Linked DNA regions of Mus musculus: regions 1, 2, 4 and 5 are each linked to region 3. The links are chromatin contacts, called in public HiChIP or PLAC-seq and Micro-C maps. All regions are on one chromosome and are shown on one strand. Each heading gives the region's core, a stretch centred on a gene start, on an enhancer-like site or on the middle of the called end of the contact. The rest is flanking DNA. Distances are from core to core; before and after follow the strand shown.

Region 1 (2,700 bases), core at 201-2,700, 640 kb before region 3:
TCTCACAGTCTTTTTCCCCTCCCTCTCCTCTTCTCTTCCTCTGTGGGAGCCCCTGGATATCCCCCTCACCCCACCCTGGCACTTAAAGTTTCTTCCAGGCTAGGCACATCCTCTCCCACTGAATCCAGATAAGTCAGCCCAGCTAATAGAACACATCTCACATACAGGTAACAGCTTTAGGGATAGCTCCCCCTCCCCGACTCCAGTCATTCGGGACCCACTCGAAGGCCAAGCTCTACATCTGCTGCATATGTGCAGGGGGCCTAGGTCTAGCCGTGGATGTTCTCTGGTTGGCGATTCAGACTCTGAGAACCCAAAGGGTCCAGGCTAGTTGACTCTATTGGTCTTCTCTGGTTGGTGATTCAGACTCTGAGAGCCCAAAGGGTCCAGGCTAGTTGACTCTATTGGTCTTCCTGTAGAGTTCCTATTCCCTTCGGGGCTGGCAGCAAGCACTCTTAACTGTCACCTGTAACCCTAGCAATGTACATTTAGAAGGACAGCTGTTCAGATCTCTCTTCAGCCTTCCTCCTCCTGCCTGGCCTCTGTGGGTGCTAGATTCAGTGTCCTAGTACCTGGGACCTGACTCCAAGGAGCCTGATGAAGACACTTGGGCAGAGTCTCTGGGTGGGATCTGCACACATGGTCTCTGTAATTCTAGCTGCTGGCCGTCTGGTAGGCACCTGTCTGTCCTGGTCCTGTTACAACCCAACCAACTCCATAGGCTCTCTGGAAGGGGGCCCATGTCAGTCATTAAGCAGCCCCGTTTATGCTGATCAGGAGACCTACTTTGAACAAGCAAGGGACAATAAAGACTATGGCTTTAACATTCTCATCTTTTCTCTTCTTTTCTTTCTTTCTTTCTTTTTTTTTTTAAGATTTATTTATTATATGTGAGTACACTGTAGCTGTCTTCAGACACTCCAGAAGAGGGTGTCATTACAGATGGTTGTGAGCTACCATGTGGTTGCTGGGATTTGAACTCAGGACCTTCAGAAGAGCAGTCAGTGCTCTTAACCTCTGAGCCATCTCTCCAGCCCTTCTCTTATTTTCTTGAGGCTTACCTGGAGCTGGTTCAAACTTGTTTCTGATTTATGTCAATAGATTGTCACTCAGCTTCAGGAAGGGCAGGCAGCCAGGCTGTTCTGTCCACTGTACTGCTAGTGGATCTAGGCTCTAGACTAACCCATCCCACCAACACAGTCCATGAGTCAATTCAGGTATTTTGCTCAGTACCGGAGGGAGAATAATTCCTTCCTTTGTTAAAAAAGAGAGTATGGGAAGCTGTCTTTTTAAAAGTACTATTTCTTTACCTTTGAGGTGTTTTTACTTTTATTTTTTATGATAAAAGATATTCATACAACTAGTAGAAAGGAGGATTCTTAATTACTGCTCTTTGTTTGTAGTGTTGACATGTAGTTTCATCCTGTTTCATTTCCTGTAGAACCAGAGGCTCAAAGTCCCAAGTCCAAAGCGAAGAGCTGTCTGTGTGATGATAGTATTAGCATTTATAATGCTGAACTATGGGCCCATGAGGTAAGTATGCAAATACTAAAACTTAATGTTAGTTATTTGTTATTGTTTTGCTCTACTCAAAAGTAAGAGGAAAACTCATTTGTTCTGAAAAAGAAAATCAGCATTCCAGATGTGTAAAGAATAATTGGACAGGTGACACGTGCTTTCACAGATCTCAGAATGCATCTGGGAAGAGAACCATGTAGGCATGATGAGTGTGACAGACAGTGAACAGACAGTGGCCGGGCATGTGAGTTCCGTGACATGGTAGTTCATGGCATGTCATACGTGCACAGAAGATTATTTTCTTGAATGATAAGGAGAATCCCCAGGGAGGAATCTGAACTTTGAATTGTCATACTAGTTTGCCAAGTGGGATTACGGGAAAAGCATGTTAAGACGAGGAAACAGCATGTTAAAAAACATGCTTATACATTATGAACTAAGCAGTACCCCGGAGCTCTCGACTCTAGCTGCATATGTATCAAAAGATGGCCTAGTCGGCCATCACTGCAAAGAGAGGCCCATTGGACTTGCAAACTTTATATGCTCCAGTACAGGGGAACGCCAGGGCCAAAAAGTAGGAGTGGGTGGGTAGGGGAGTGGGGGGGAGGGTATGGGGGACTTTTGGGATAGCATTGGAAATGTAAATGAGGAAAATACCTAATTAAAAAAAAAACATGCTTATAAAATAATATGGCATTCTTTTAAAAAAACAAAAAGTCAGTCGGGTGTGGTGGCGCACGCCTTTAATCCCAGCACTTGGAAGGTCAGAGGCAGGCGGATTTTTGAGTTCGAGGCCAGCCTGGTCTACAAAGTGAGTTCCAGGACAGCTAGGGCTATACAGAGAAACCCTGTCTCGAAAAACCAAAAAAAAAAAAAAAAGTCCAGTTCCTATAGATACATGATTTTGTTTTTGTGTTTATGTATACATAATTTGTTAAATTATGTTTACATATGGACAATTTATGCATTATTCAAAGTACTGTCTTATTTTTAATTATGTTAGCACATTATTCTCTTTTAGTTAACTTCATTACATTTTGAAGTATAGATATACTATTACTTGACATATTTCAGAAATTTTATGCCTTAGGAACTAGTTTATACTATTAAAAGTTACTGAGAATTACAAAGAACTTATATTTATTAATATTTATTGTGTAATAGATTAAATAAAATAAATTT
Region 2 (2,700 bases), core at 87-2,586, 600 kb before region 3:
TATAATCAGTTTTACTGTCATTCATCCAACAAGAAACCATACCGCAGTTGACAAAAACAAAAAAACCTAGCACTTGTAGAGTTTATGTTCTAAAGACAGATTCTTTTAGAGTTTATATTCTAAAGATAGATACTAAGTAAATATATAAGTGTATGCAATAAAATATCAGTACTAAGAAGAAAACTCAGCGTAAGGAAGGAGTCATTCTAAGTGGTCACTGAGAAATTATTTTATTCAGATCACTGCATGTAATTCTTTGGCTTGGCTTTTAAAGAGTTTTTTTCTTTTTGCTAGTGGTATTTTACAAAAGAAACTAAGAATTGTATGTGCAAAGAAATCTGAAAATATAGCCCCAGCTAGTAAACAGAGATATCTAAGGGAACTAGTTCTTTCGCTAAGCGCTGTTTCACTTGTAGAAGTGAATGTACATCCGAGGACACTAGCAGTTCTGGAGCGGCCTCAGTGTGCAGCGGCCCCGGGAACCTGCGGACGGAGCCCCGAGGTGCAGGAGTTAGTCAGCTCCGGAGCGTTAACGCTTGCGCGTTTTCTCACATCTTCCTCGCCTAGTCATTCAGAATCTTGTATTTTTGCCAAGTAAAACAAATCTCATACTAATCAGCTATAAATAAGCAGTGGGAGCACGAGTCAGAGCCAGCACGACCTTCTCCCCTGTGCACCTCCCCGCCGTTCCCAGCACCGACCTTCTCCCCTGTGCACCTCCCCGCCGTTCCCCTCACGCTCGGTTTGCACAAATGAGCAGTGCTGTTAACTCCTGTTCTACAGACCAACTCTGGTTCTTTAGTGAAGGCTGGTTTTTGGAACTAAGTAATTAGTAGTGCTCTGGCGTGTCCCTAGAATCAGAGAAGAATGTGAACTTCTGTGTCCCTTTAGAGGGAGGAGAAAAAAAGAAAATTCATTCCCTCCTTTTTTATGGGTCTAGAAGGTGCCTGCCTTCTAGGCACAGCTCAGCAGCTTTTCAGGGGAAAATGAAAGATAAATGGCTTTAAAGTCCTATCTCTTCTGTTAGATCCTCCCTGGTAAAACTTTATCCTAGTCTGCGTCATTATTTATTCACTCAGTACCTTTCACCAAATCTGGTGTTTCATCCATAAAAACAAGTATGTAAACTCTTTGTTTTCAAGTAATTTGTAGTAGTGGGAGAAAGTGACTCATCTAAAATTACAGCATCGTGGTAAGAAACAGCATAACACGGAATGCATAGGCTCCCGTGGGTTTGGTGGCTTCACCGCCCTCGCTGTTGTATGTAAGACGTCCATCCAGCGCCTCCAAAGCCTGGTGAGGTAGGTACTCTTAACTCCAGCCTACATCGGCTGCGCTCTCTTCCTTCAGGAAGAAGGTAGCAGAAGAGTTTAGAGCGCACTCAGGAGCGTGAGTGGGACTGTGAAGCCATGGCACTTCACATGAGAGGCGCCTGTGTGAGGAGGACTCTCCAGCAAAGTGGTTGGAATGTGAAGTGCGTTCAGGAAACTACAACATGGCAGAGTCACAACGACGCTTGTGGGCCATGCCTAGAGAATTTGGTTCTTAGGTAGAAGACAGGATCAGGCTTGCATTTCATGAATAAACTATAATTGTTTGCACAGGCATTTAGAAGAGAGTTTACTTCTAAAGGAAGGACTTTCTTCTCCAGCTTGACTTAAGTCTACTGAATGCATATACAGTAAACGAAGTTAAAATCTGGAAGGACCGTATTTTACTTTTTCAGGAGTTATGTAAGTTAACTATAAATACATTGTAAAGATAGAAACTAAATCCATGGGAATTTCTGTGAGAGGCCATGTTTGGGGGTGTAGTCATACAAGCGAGACTGACACTATCTCCCTGAAGTGCTTAGCGTTTCCAGGCTGTTGACTGCTCTATGCTACCTGTATTCCCATCTCCCCCTCCCCCACCCCCAGTGATTAACTCCCCCCTTACCTTCCCCTGGGGGGGGGGGAAAGGAAAACAAAAAAGGTTGTTCTGTTTGACAAGTTTTTTAAAGGAAGTGAAAAATGATTATCATATCTAAAAGCCATTTCTCTAAGCCACTTTTTTTAAGTGGAACTTTTTTCTTCAGGAGTTTTTTTCTTTTTTCTTTTTTTTCCCTTAGTCATTTTATTCGTTTACCTTTTCTTGAACAGTGTTTTTGCTGAGGAGGAAACCACCTTGGTGAAATGAGCCTTGATTGATTATACACACTTGACTCTAAAGTTGCTGCAAAAGTTATTTCCTAAGCAATATTTATTTAAATGTAAAGCTGAGACTTTTTTCTTTTTTCTCCATTAATTTGTTTATTCATGTTACAGCCTGGTCACAGCCTACCTTTTCCCTCTCCTCCCCATCCCACCCTCACACACTCTTCCCCTACTTCCCCTCCCTTCTCCTGAGAGAAGGAGAGGCTCCCCATAGGTATCCACCCACCCTGGTACATAAGTCCTAGCGGGAATAAATGCATCCTCTCCCTCTGAGGCCAGACAGTGCAGCCCAGCTATGGGGCAGGAAATCCAAAGACCCCACAACAGAGTCAGAGACAGCCCCAGTGCCAATTGTTAGGGGACTCACATGAAGAAAAAGTTGCATATCTGCTACATATATGTAAGGGGCTGGACCTAGGCTCCTTTATGCTCTTTGGTTGGTGGTTCATTCTCTGTGATTCTCCATGGACCCAGGTTAGTTGACTCTGTAGGTTCTGTGGTGTCC
Region 3 (2,700 bases), core at 67-2,566:
ATTTCTTTCTAAGAGAATGCTTCTACCCCAGGGACTTGCACACATAAAGAAGGTCAAGAGATTCTGGGCAACCCCATTGTGGGCAGGCTCTGAATTCTTCACTTAAGACTCGGTACTTTCCAAGCTGGAAGTATGAAAACTAGAGAACACACCCGTGTTGTTAGTCTTGCTCCAGGAAGGCACACCTACCACTATCAACAGCACTGTGGGTGCCATTTACAGCTTCTCAGGCGACGTGGCGTTCTGACAGGATTCCAGAGAGCATGCAAGGCTAAGGCCAAGCAAATACTGCTAATAATATATCATGTCCTTCCTTGATCCTGTTCCACCAAGCTGTTTATCCATCTAATCTCTCAAAGCCACAAAGGTGCCTTAACAGATGGGCAACTACGTTTTTATTTACAAATGATACCCCTTGTTAAATGATATTTCTAAATGACATAAATTGATAGTAAAGTCTGGATTAAAAATGAATACGCAAGAATGACTAAGAAAACACTGAAAATGTAAAATGAGGAAGCCTATCCACCTGATGGAAAACATCCTGATATGTTAAATTTAGTTGCTTTTGACATCTCAACAAATTGGACTCTCGTTTCAAAACCTGCAAAAACCCAACATAATAGCTCTAAATATAAATGCAACTTCATAACACTGAGATTATAGCCTGCACATGCACATCTGCTGCCTATGCTGTAACAGGACAGTTGAATTTTAGCTCTCCTCTCCTAGCTAAGTTCTTGCTCTCTGGGCCGGTTCTCCCTGACTGGCACATTTTGCATGGCCTCGGGTCATCTAATCCCTTTTGATTGCATTTCGTTCACTAGTCGCTGTGCAAAAGGCAACCCGGCTGTGTCGACACCCAAGAGACTCCGAAGACAATGGCAGAGGAAGCCCGGGTCACTGGCAAACAGGTATGTGGAGAATTAGAGACAAAATCAGCTAGCTTAAGGTCACAGGCCTGCCTTGGAGGGATCTCTGCCTAGAAACCGGCGGGTCTTTCCCAACCACACCCGTGGGCGTTCGGAAATCCGTCACTTGAAGACTCACTGCCAGCGCCGCGCTCCCTACCAGGCGCTCTGATCCGCCCCGGGTGACCGAGAGGACCCGCCCTGCAGTTTGTCCTTAAGGTGGCGCCTGGCCTCACCTCCCCGCGAAGCCGCGCGCGTAGCCGGCCCCGCCCCTGCTAGTGCGTGGGGGGCGGTACCACAGACTGACAGGATCCTTGGCCATCCTATTGGGCAAGAGTCTGAGTGACGTAAAGAGGCTCCTCCTTCCTGTCGCCGGTGCCCGCCCCTTTGGCTGTTCTCGGTCGCTGACGTGTCGGGCCGGCAGGCTTCCGCTCCGCCCCTGGGCCGCAGCCACTCACCGCGGCGGGAGGGGCCGGGTGGCCGGGGCCCGCGCTCCCCTCGGCCGCTGCTCGTGGCCCGCCCCGCCGCCCCGGCCCCTCGGATGACAGTATATATTCCAGGCGGGCGCGGGACACGGGCGAGTAGCCGAGCCGAAGGAGCCGCGGGATTGTCGAGGGAGGTAGGGACCCCCTTCACGCGCGCGCTCCCATGCCTAGCGCGGGGACCCGGCTACGCGTTGCCGCACCTTGCTCGGCGTCCGCTGCTCGGAGCTCCGGAGAGGCGTGGGCTGTGTCGCGGCGGGGCGGGGATGCGCGCGCGGAGGGTCTTGGGGGAGACCTGAGGGAGGAGGCTTGGGTGATGATGGAGTTCCCGGCGCTTGTCAGCGCTGTTTTTGAGTTGGGGGAAGAGGAGCCAGGAGGGTTTCAGGCTAGGGCCCGGGCATAGTTGTGCCACTTCTGGGGTTCACCGGTGGGAATAAGTGATCGCTGTTACTGTTGGGAAAGCGCGTTGGGGTGTTTTGAACCCACGAGGGTAAGAATTGATAGTTCCGACCAGGACAGTGGATCCCAATGGGGGATGTGACTAGCACAGGACCCGCTTGCCTTCGCTTGATACTGATAGTGAGAGAGGTTCAGATTTCAGGGTTTTCCCCTCAGTTGGACTGGAGGAACGGTGAGGCTGAGAGCACACATATGCTCTAGAAGATTTTTTAAAAGTTTGGTGTGAAGGCTGACTGGCCTTCATCGGCATACTATGAGATCTGATATCCGATGGTAATGATCATGCATTTATGAGAGGCACAAGTTTAAGGACTTGGAGGTGAAGTTCACTGGGCTTGGATCCAAGAGTTTGCAGCAAACCAAAAGCATTTATCCATTTCGTTATTAGTTGACTCACTTGGCTGAGGGAAAAGACTTCATAGTCTGTCCTGTTAGTTAGTGGTTAGGACTCAAGTCAGTCTCAGTACCATTCCTCCCCACCCCCACCCCAGCCCCTCCCCTCCCCTCTTTTTTCCTGTTTCGTTTGTTTGTTTGTTTGTTTCCGAGACAGGGTTTCTCTGTGTAGCTTTGGTTGTTGGAACTCACTCTGTAGACCTGGCTGGCCCAGAATTCAGAGATCCATTTACCTTAAAGATATGTACCGCCACTGCCTGGCTCCATGTGTCCCCCCCACCCCACCCCCACCCCCCAAAGCGATTTACTAACCCACCCTGAGGACATATAGCAGCAGAGGTGGGGGTGGAATTGGGAAATACTGGACGTCCTTAATGTGGCATTTAAATTCTAATAAAGGCATGTTTGATAATGGTTTGTTGGGTATGTTGATCCAGGTGTGTTAGGTTGTAGGC
Region 4 (2,786 bases), core at 283-2,782, 670 kb before region 3:
GGATTGCAGGGTTCTTTTAAAGGTAGTCTTACTGTGTTGCCCAGGCTGGGCTTCAGTGCAGGAATGTGCCACTGTGTCTGGCCTGGGTTGTTTCCTTCCTTCCTTCCTTCCTTCCTTCCTTCCTTCCTTCCTTCCTTCCTTCCTTCCTTCCTTCCTTCCTTCCCTCCCTCCCTCCCTCCCTCCCTCCCTCCCTCCCTCCCTCCCTCCCTCCCTCCCTCCCTCCCTCCCTCCCTCTCTCTCTCTCTCTCTCTCTCTCTCTCTCTCTCTTTCTTTCTTTCTTTCTTTCTTTCTTTCTTTCTTTCTTTCTTTCTTTCTTTCTTTCTTTCTTTCTTTCTTTCAGCAGGATTTCACTGTGTAGCTCTGGCTGGCCTGGAACTTATTATGGAGACTAGGTTGGCCTTGAACTTGTAGAGATCCTTCTGTCTCTGCCTTCTAGGTGTAGAGATTAAAATAATAACCAGCACGCCTAGCCTGGTTATTCTTCTTCTTCTTTATATTTATATAAGGTGCACATATATTTATTTTATTATTATTGTTCTTACTAGTTCTGTTATTGTTGCTGCTGCTCTTCCTCCACTTCCTCTTATCCATGTCCTTATCCTTTTTCCTGCCTTTTACCTCTCTTCCTCCTTTCCTTCTATTCTTCCTCCTCCTGTTACTCAAAAGCTTATCACTCAGAAAGACATTCTCTAATTTTTTATTGTTTTTTGTTTTTGTTTTGTTTGTTTGTTTGTTTTTTCGAGACAGGGTTTCTCTGTAGCCCTGGCTATCTTGGAACTCACTCTATAGACCAGGCTGGCCTTGAACTCAGAAATCTGCCTACCTCTGCCTCCCAAGTGCTGGGACTAAAGGCATGCGCTACCACCGCCTGGCTAATTTTTTATTCTTGTTCTCTTGCTTACACTGCCTTTTTATTTGGAATGATCTTAAATTTGCAAATATATTGTGGAGATTTTTGTCTGAGCCATTTGAGGGTCAGTTGGCCACTGAATTCCAAATTCTATAATGTCTACCTCCTATGAACAAGAATGTTTTTTTTAACAACAATACAGCCACCAAAACCAGGAACTAAACATTGATATATAACAATAATCTCATCTGTAGCCCTGTAGGCATATTTGTTTTAGCTATTTTATTTGGTTTTTATGTACCTCTTTCTCCCTTCCAGCCCTTATTCCTTCCAACCCCCCATCACCAGGTAGTAGAGAAGGAAGGGTGGAGGAGAAAGGAGGCTAGGTCTCTTTAAACTACTTCCTGCTGACTAAAGCAAGTCTAATCTTCCGCTACCGGGAAGTCCAGCTTCTTCTGGTCTCTTTCCTCTCAACCATCAGCAGCAGGAGCAGGACCCAGCAGGGGGTACAGCCGAACAGCCAGGCTTCTTCCTTAGTGTTCCCCTGCCCCTCAGAGTTCCCTCAGCCCCCTCTGGCATTTGGCTTTTTTTTTTTTTTCTCTCGCTCAAGAGTTCCCAGAATTAAGCTATCTGCACTGGGCACAGATCCTGCCCCTGCTGGAGCACGAGGCAGTCAGTCTGCTGCTGTGGATAAGCTGAAGGAGGCCACACCAGGGATTAAAACAGAAACATGTCTCCGTAGCATAACTGAGGTTAAAAGAAACCAAAACTCGCACTACCCAGTCCCGGTTTAGATTGTGCAATTTCCCATGTAGCTCCCCTTAGATTCAGACCAGCAAAAGCATCAGGTTATGTTGCATGTGGTTGTCTTTCTGCTTTAATTTTCTTTATTCTGGAACAATTCTTCCTTCTTGACTTCGTGCTTTAATGACCTTATCATTTGGAGTGCCAGACGTTTCCTCAGGATTGGAGTCAGCTTTAGTGTCTATGGCAGGAATGCCACAGAAGTGGTTTTGTGTCTGTCTTTTGTTTGTTTGTTTTAGCCTCTCTCTCTCTGTCTCTCTGTCTCTCTCTTTCTCTCTCTTGGTTTTTGAGACAGGGTTTCTCTGTATAGCTTTAGCTGTTTGGCTGTCTTGGAACTTGCTCTGTTTACCAGGTTGGCTTGCAGCTCATATAGATCACCCACCTCTGCCTCCTAAGTCCTAGGATTAAAGTAGTAAGGATGTCACCACTACCAGATCTGTTTTTGCCTTTTGAGATAGGATCTCACCTAGTTCGAACTGGTTTAAAGTTGCTATGTAATGGAAAATGGCCTTCAACTCCTGATTCTCCTGCTTTCACCTCCCAAGAACTGAGGTTACAGGTGCAGGCCACCCACACTCCACCTTGTCATTTATTTTTGATGATAAGATTCAGTTTGATGACAGTTTGAGGTGGTCCTGTTACTGGTGATGTTCACCTCAGTCAGCTGACAGCATCTGCTAGGCTCTCAGCCAAGAAGCTGCTCTTTTCTCCCTTTGCTAGTTGCCAGTATTTTGTGAAGAAGGTACTTTTAAACCGTGGAAAAGTACTGCTCTTAAAATAATAAGCTGGGCGTGGTGGCGCACGCCTTTAATCCCAGCACTCGGGAGGCAGAGGCAGGCAGATTTCTGAGTTTGAGGCCAGCCTGGTCTACAAAGTGAGTTCCAGGACAGCCAGGGCTATACAGGGAAACCCTGTCTCGAAAAACCAAAAATAAAAAAATAAAAAAAAAAATGAACATTTACTTTTTTATTTTGTGTGTCTTATGTATGGTTGTTCATGATGGCTCACAGTGAGTGTGTGAAAGTCAGACTCTTTCTACCACATGGGTTCCGGGGGTTGAACTCAGTGCCTTTACTCGCTAATCTGTTCTCCTGCCCGAATGTGCGGGTCTTTGTCAAGCTATCCATCACCC
Region 5 (2,813 bases), core at 124-2,623, 620 kb before region 3:
GCCAAATGGGACACTTTTATGAAAGAATAGTAGTATAGTGAGAGCTGGTATTAATTTTTACCTCAGGACATAGGGCATCAGGCTTAAATCACAGTTGTCTTCTAGTAAACAGGAAAGGGTGGTTTCCGCTTGAGGCATCGGCCACAGTGTCTTTAGGAATTCTCATCAACTCTAGCTTCCAGCATTGCTCTTTCCTGTAGTGATTTATTTGCTGAAATTTCTTTTATCTGTATAGGACGGCTTGCAGAGAGCCTGGATCTCTGACTGTCTTTGGGTTAATAGGGTCTGATTGTCTCCAGATTGCATGCTCGCTTAGACTCTCCCCTTCTTTTCTTCCTCTAACCCTGTCCTGTCTACCCTTGCATTTCTCCTACCTGATAGTTTTCTTCTCTGTATTTCTAGCTGTTAGAACAAAGCTAACCAGCCCAGGTATGCAGAAATCATTGCTAGAGATTAATCATATGGAGAGAAAATTACAGGTCAAAAATACAGTTTTGAAATCAATTTTGGAATTCCTGGTATTATTAAGTATGCAGGTGTGATTTTCAAATAACCTGTGTGTGTGTGTGTTCCATATAACTTTAGCTTCCACTTCTTTTCTCTCATGTGTGCCATACTCAGAAATCATTACTTTTATTCTGAAATTAGTTGTGTGTTGAGGGTGACTTGGGGGGCATGTGTTCATTGTGGCAAATCTTGGCTAAGTGAGTCACTCCCTAAAAGACTTTTCCTTCTGCATTGTTAGAGTTTTTACCCTCCCTCCCTCCCTCCCTCCCTCCCTCCCTCCCTCCCTCCCTCCCTCCCTCCCTCCCTCCCTCCCTCCCTCCCCCCTCCCTTCCTTCCTTCTTTCCTTCCTTTTTTGACTGGCTGCTGTTCGTAGTATTAGGGATTCCGTGCAGGGCTTTGAATAGGCAAGTACTCTACCACTGTGGTATTTCCTTGCCCCTGGATAATTGAGACAAACTCTTGCTCTGTAGCACATGCTGGCTTTGAACTTGTGATCTCCTGCCTTCGCCTCCTGTGTGCAAGCTTATCCTGCCCACTCAGTCTTCCTTCTTCCTTTCTGATTTTCCTTGTAAGCTTCTCCTTTGTCCAGATCCCAAGCTTTAAAGCTGTGAACTCTGTTTATGTCCTGCTAAAGTGACTCATCTGTACCACAGCCTCCAGATGCGTAAACACGGGTGATTCTCAAATTTCCGTTCACAGATCGGACTTCTCATACACATGCTCACATACCCAGTCATGTCTTGACTTTTTTCTTTTCCATATTTAACTAATATTTGGTTTTGGTACAATTCTCAGGCTTAAGGATAAGTTGAGGTATCTCACTTCTCACTTAGTAACTTCCCTTTTATTCAGCAAGTCCTAATTATGAGCCGGACTCTGGCTTCCTGACTTCCTCTTCTGTCTGTCCCACGTGCCCAGAGCTCTTCAGCAGCTTTCCTTCTGAGTCTTTTTCTCACTTGCTTTTGTCTCGTATACTCTTCCCCTAGTTTCTGCGCAGCTGGTTTCCTCTTGTCTTTTAGCCTTGCCATCTATGATCCTTTCCCTAGTTTTATCTGAAGTAGATCCTGCATACTTTGCTGTTTGAGTCCTGTGCTGCTTTTACAACAGTTAATATGGTTTTGCTGTATTTTATGCATTTGTTCTCTTGGGTTTGCTCTGCTTTTCCTGTTAGCTCTTTGAGAATAGACTGTTGCTCTCTCTTGGGTTACCCAGCACATAGGTGCCGCTCCACAAATATTGAATGAATAAGTAAAAAGCATGAAGCCTACCATGTTCACTTGTATATATATATATATTTTTGTATTTTAGCATACCCAATTTGTAAATTCATAGTATCTTATAAAAAAATACAGAAGATTTCTTAGTGAGCTAGATTAAGATACAGACTGAAGGATGTACACAGTAGTAAATGGTCCTGGTTCATAATCTGATTTTCAACTCGTACTCTAGGTAGGAATCATGTGACATAAAACAGTAGCAAAGGGACAAACGTGTACTTTTTAAGTTATTGAGTAACTAGTCATTGTCATTTAGTGTTTTGTTAGTGATTCAAGGTCATCCATGGTTTTAAAATTTTTGTCCAGCTTTTCAACTTTGTCATTTTTCTCCTGCCAAACATTTTAGGTCTTCCTCTACCCCCACTTCACACAAACTTGCTTGGAGAGACTGAGTTTGTTGACACAGTATGGCAAATGACCACAAACCTGTAGCCTTGTCATATAACAATCATGTCTTTTCCTGTCGACTGCTAACTCAATTAATTTCTCCTCCACTCCAGCAATAGGGAAGTTTATTGAATTCACACACAGCAGGTGCTGCCCAGTAAATAGTAGCTAAGCAAATGTGAATTACTCTGCCAGCTCTTAGAAACTGAGAGAATGACAGTCCACCATATGGTTTATATTTAATTCTTTCTGTTATGTTCATTTCAATCTTACAACATGTTTAATTTGGTATATGTTTATTTTAATGAAAACTGACAGTAGTAAGCTTTATAAAATTTATGATACAAGGAAATGATTTTTGTCTGTCTTTGTTTCAGCTATGATCACTCTGTGTCCAATGACAAAGCTTTAATGGTGCTAAGTGAAGAGCCATTGCTTTATATGCCTCCACCTCCATGTCAACCCCTGATTAACACAACAGAGTCTCTCAGGTAACGGGTGTGGACTGGTGCAGAAACTACCGAGTGGCCTCCCATGGCAAACTTCAAACTTAGCAAAGCATTTCTTCAGCTTTAGTAAGAGGCCAAGAGAATCTGACTTGCATTGGATAACTGCAAGCCAGGATAACAATTGTCCAGGTAG

The links. Hi-C and Micro-C count contacts between places; a contact is called where the count stands out from the background. HiChIP or PLAC-seq counts read pairs in DNA pulled down with a chosen protein or histone mark.
Region 1: a contact with region 3 is called in an H3K27ac HiChIP or PLAC-seq map of hepatocytes, with 12 times the contacts expected there. The contact joins the enhancer-like site here to the promoter of Uap1 in region 3. A contact is called at or near these places in 5 of 39 promoter capture datasets (the C10 cell line, the HPC-7 cell line, cranial neural crest and 2 more), 2 of 115 datasets of contacts at active chromatin or transcription factors (embryonic forebrain and hepatocytes) and 1 of 9 other capture datasets (embryonic stem cells).
Region 2: a Micro-C map of the HL-1 cell line shows a contact between it and region 3, with 2.7 times the contacts expected there. The contact joins the enhancer-like site here to the promoter of Uap1 in region 3. A contact is called at or near these places in 1 of 39 promoter capture datasets (cranial neural crest), 1 of 484 Hi-C or Micro-C datasets (the HL-1 cell line) and 3 of 115 datasets of contacts at active chromatin or transcription factors (embryonic forebrain, pancreatic cancer cells and stem cell-derived neural progenitor cells).
Region 4: an H3K4me3 HiChIP or PLAC-seq map of bone marrow-derived macrophages shows a contact between it and region 3, with 4 times the contacts expected there. The contact joins the enhancer-like site here to the promoter of Uap1 in region 3. A contact is called at or near these places in 7 of 39 promoter capture datasets (the HPC-7 cell line, cranial neural crest, hematopoietic stem and progenitor cells and 3 more), 1 of 484 Hi-C or Micro-C datasets (the G1E-ER4 cell line), 9 of 115 datasets of contacts at active chromatin or transcription factors (astrocytes, bone marrow-derived dendritic cells, bone marrow-derived macrophages and 6 more) and 1 of 9 other capture datasets (embryonic stem cells).
Region 5: an H3K4me3 HiChIP or PLAC-seq map of bone marrow-derived macrophages shows a contact between it and region 3, with 3 times the contacts expected there. The contact joins the enhancer-like site here to the promoter of Uap1 in region 3. A contact is called at or near these places in 4 of 39 promoter capture datasets (cranial neural crest, liver and pre-B cells), 1 of 115 datasets of contacts at active chromatin or transcription factors (bone marrow-derived macrophages) and 1 of 9 other capture datasets (embryonic stem cells).

The regions. Positions count from the first base shown.
Region 1 is chr1:170,814,256-170,816,955 of GRCm38.p6, reverse strand. It overlaps Atf6 (activating transcription factor 6), which reads left to right. Exons shown (of 16, transcript NM_001081304.1): 9 at 1,442-1,533. Among named protein-coding and RNA genes, the nearest start is that of Gm25235, 17 kb to the left of the region's middle. Within about 2 kb of position 1,450, at least 6 of the 459 cell types and tissues checked have an H3K27ac peak or open chromatin away from gene starts, as enhancers often do. A contact at or near this core is called in hepatocytes and liver, where this site is marked.
Region 2 is chr1:170,769,592-170,772,291 of GRCm38.p6, reverse strand. The region is part of intron 14 of Atf6 (activating transcription factor 6); the gene reads left to right. Among named protein-coding and RNA genes, the nearest start is that of Gm23523, 19 kb to the right of the region's middle. Within about 2 kb of position 1,336, at least 49 of the 459 cell types and tissues checked have an H3K27ac peak or open chromatin away from gene starts, as enhancers often do. A contact at or near this core is called in the HL-1 cell line and pancreatic cancer cells, where this site is marked.
Region 3 is chr1:170,173,580-170,176,279 of GRCm38.p6, reverse strand. It overlaps Uap1 (UDP-N-acetylglucosamine pyrophosphorylase 1), which reads left to right and starts at 1,316. Exons shown (of 11, transcript NM_001305045.1): 1 at 1,316-1,530.
Region 4 is chr1:170,844,682-170,847,467 of GRCm38.p6, reverse strand. All of the region lies in intron 4 of Atf6 (activating transcription factor 6), which reads left to right. Among named protein-coding and RNA genes, the nearest start is that of Gm29733, 4.9 kb to the left of the region's middle. Within about 2 kb of position 1,532, at least 100 of the 459 cell types and tissues checked have an H3K27ac peak or open chromatin away from gene starts, as enhancers often do. A contact at or near this core is called in the G1E-ER4 cell line, the HPC-7 cell line, bone marrow-derived macrophages and 3 more, where this site is marked.
Region 5 is chr1:170,794,506-170,797,318 of GRCm38.p6, reverse strand. It overlaps Atf6 (activating transcription factor 6), which reads left to right. Exons shown (of 16, transcript NM_001081304.1): 11 at 2,549-2,662. Among named protein-coding and RNA genes, the nearest start is that of Gm25235, 37 kb to the left of the region's middle. Within about 2 kb of position 1,373, at least 71 of the 459 cell types and tissues checked have an H3K27ac peak or open chromatin away from gene starts, as enhancers often do. A contact at or near this core is called in bone marrow-derived macrophages and pre-B cells, where this site is marked.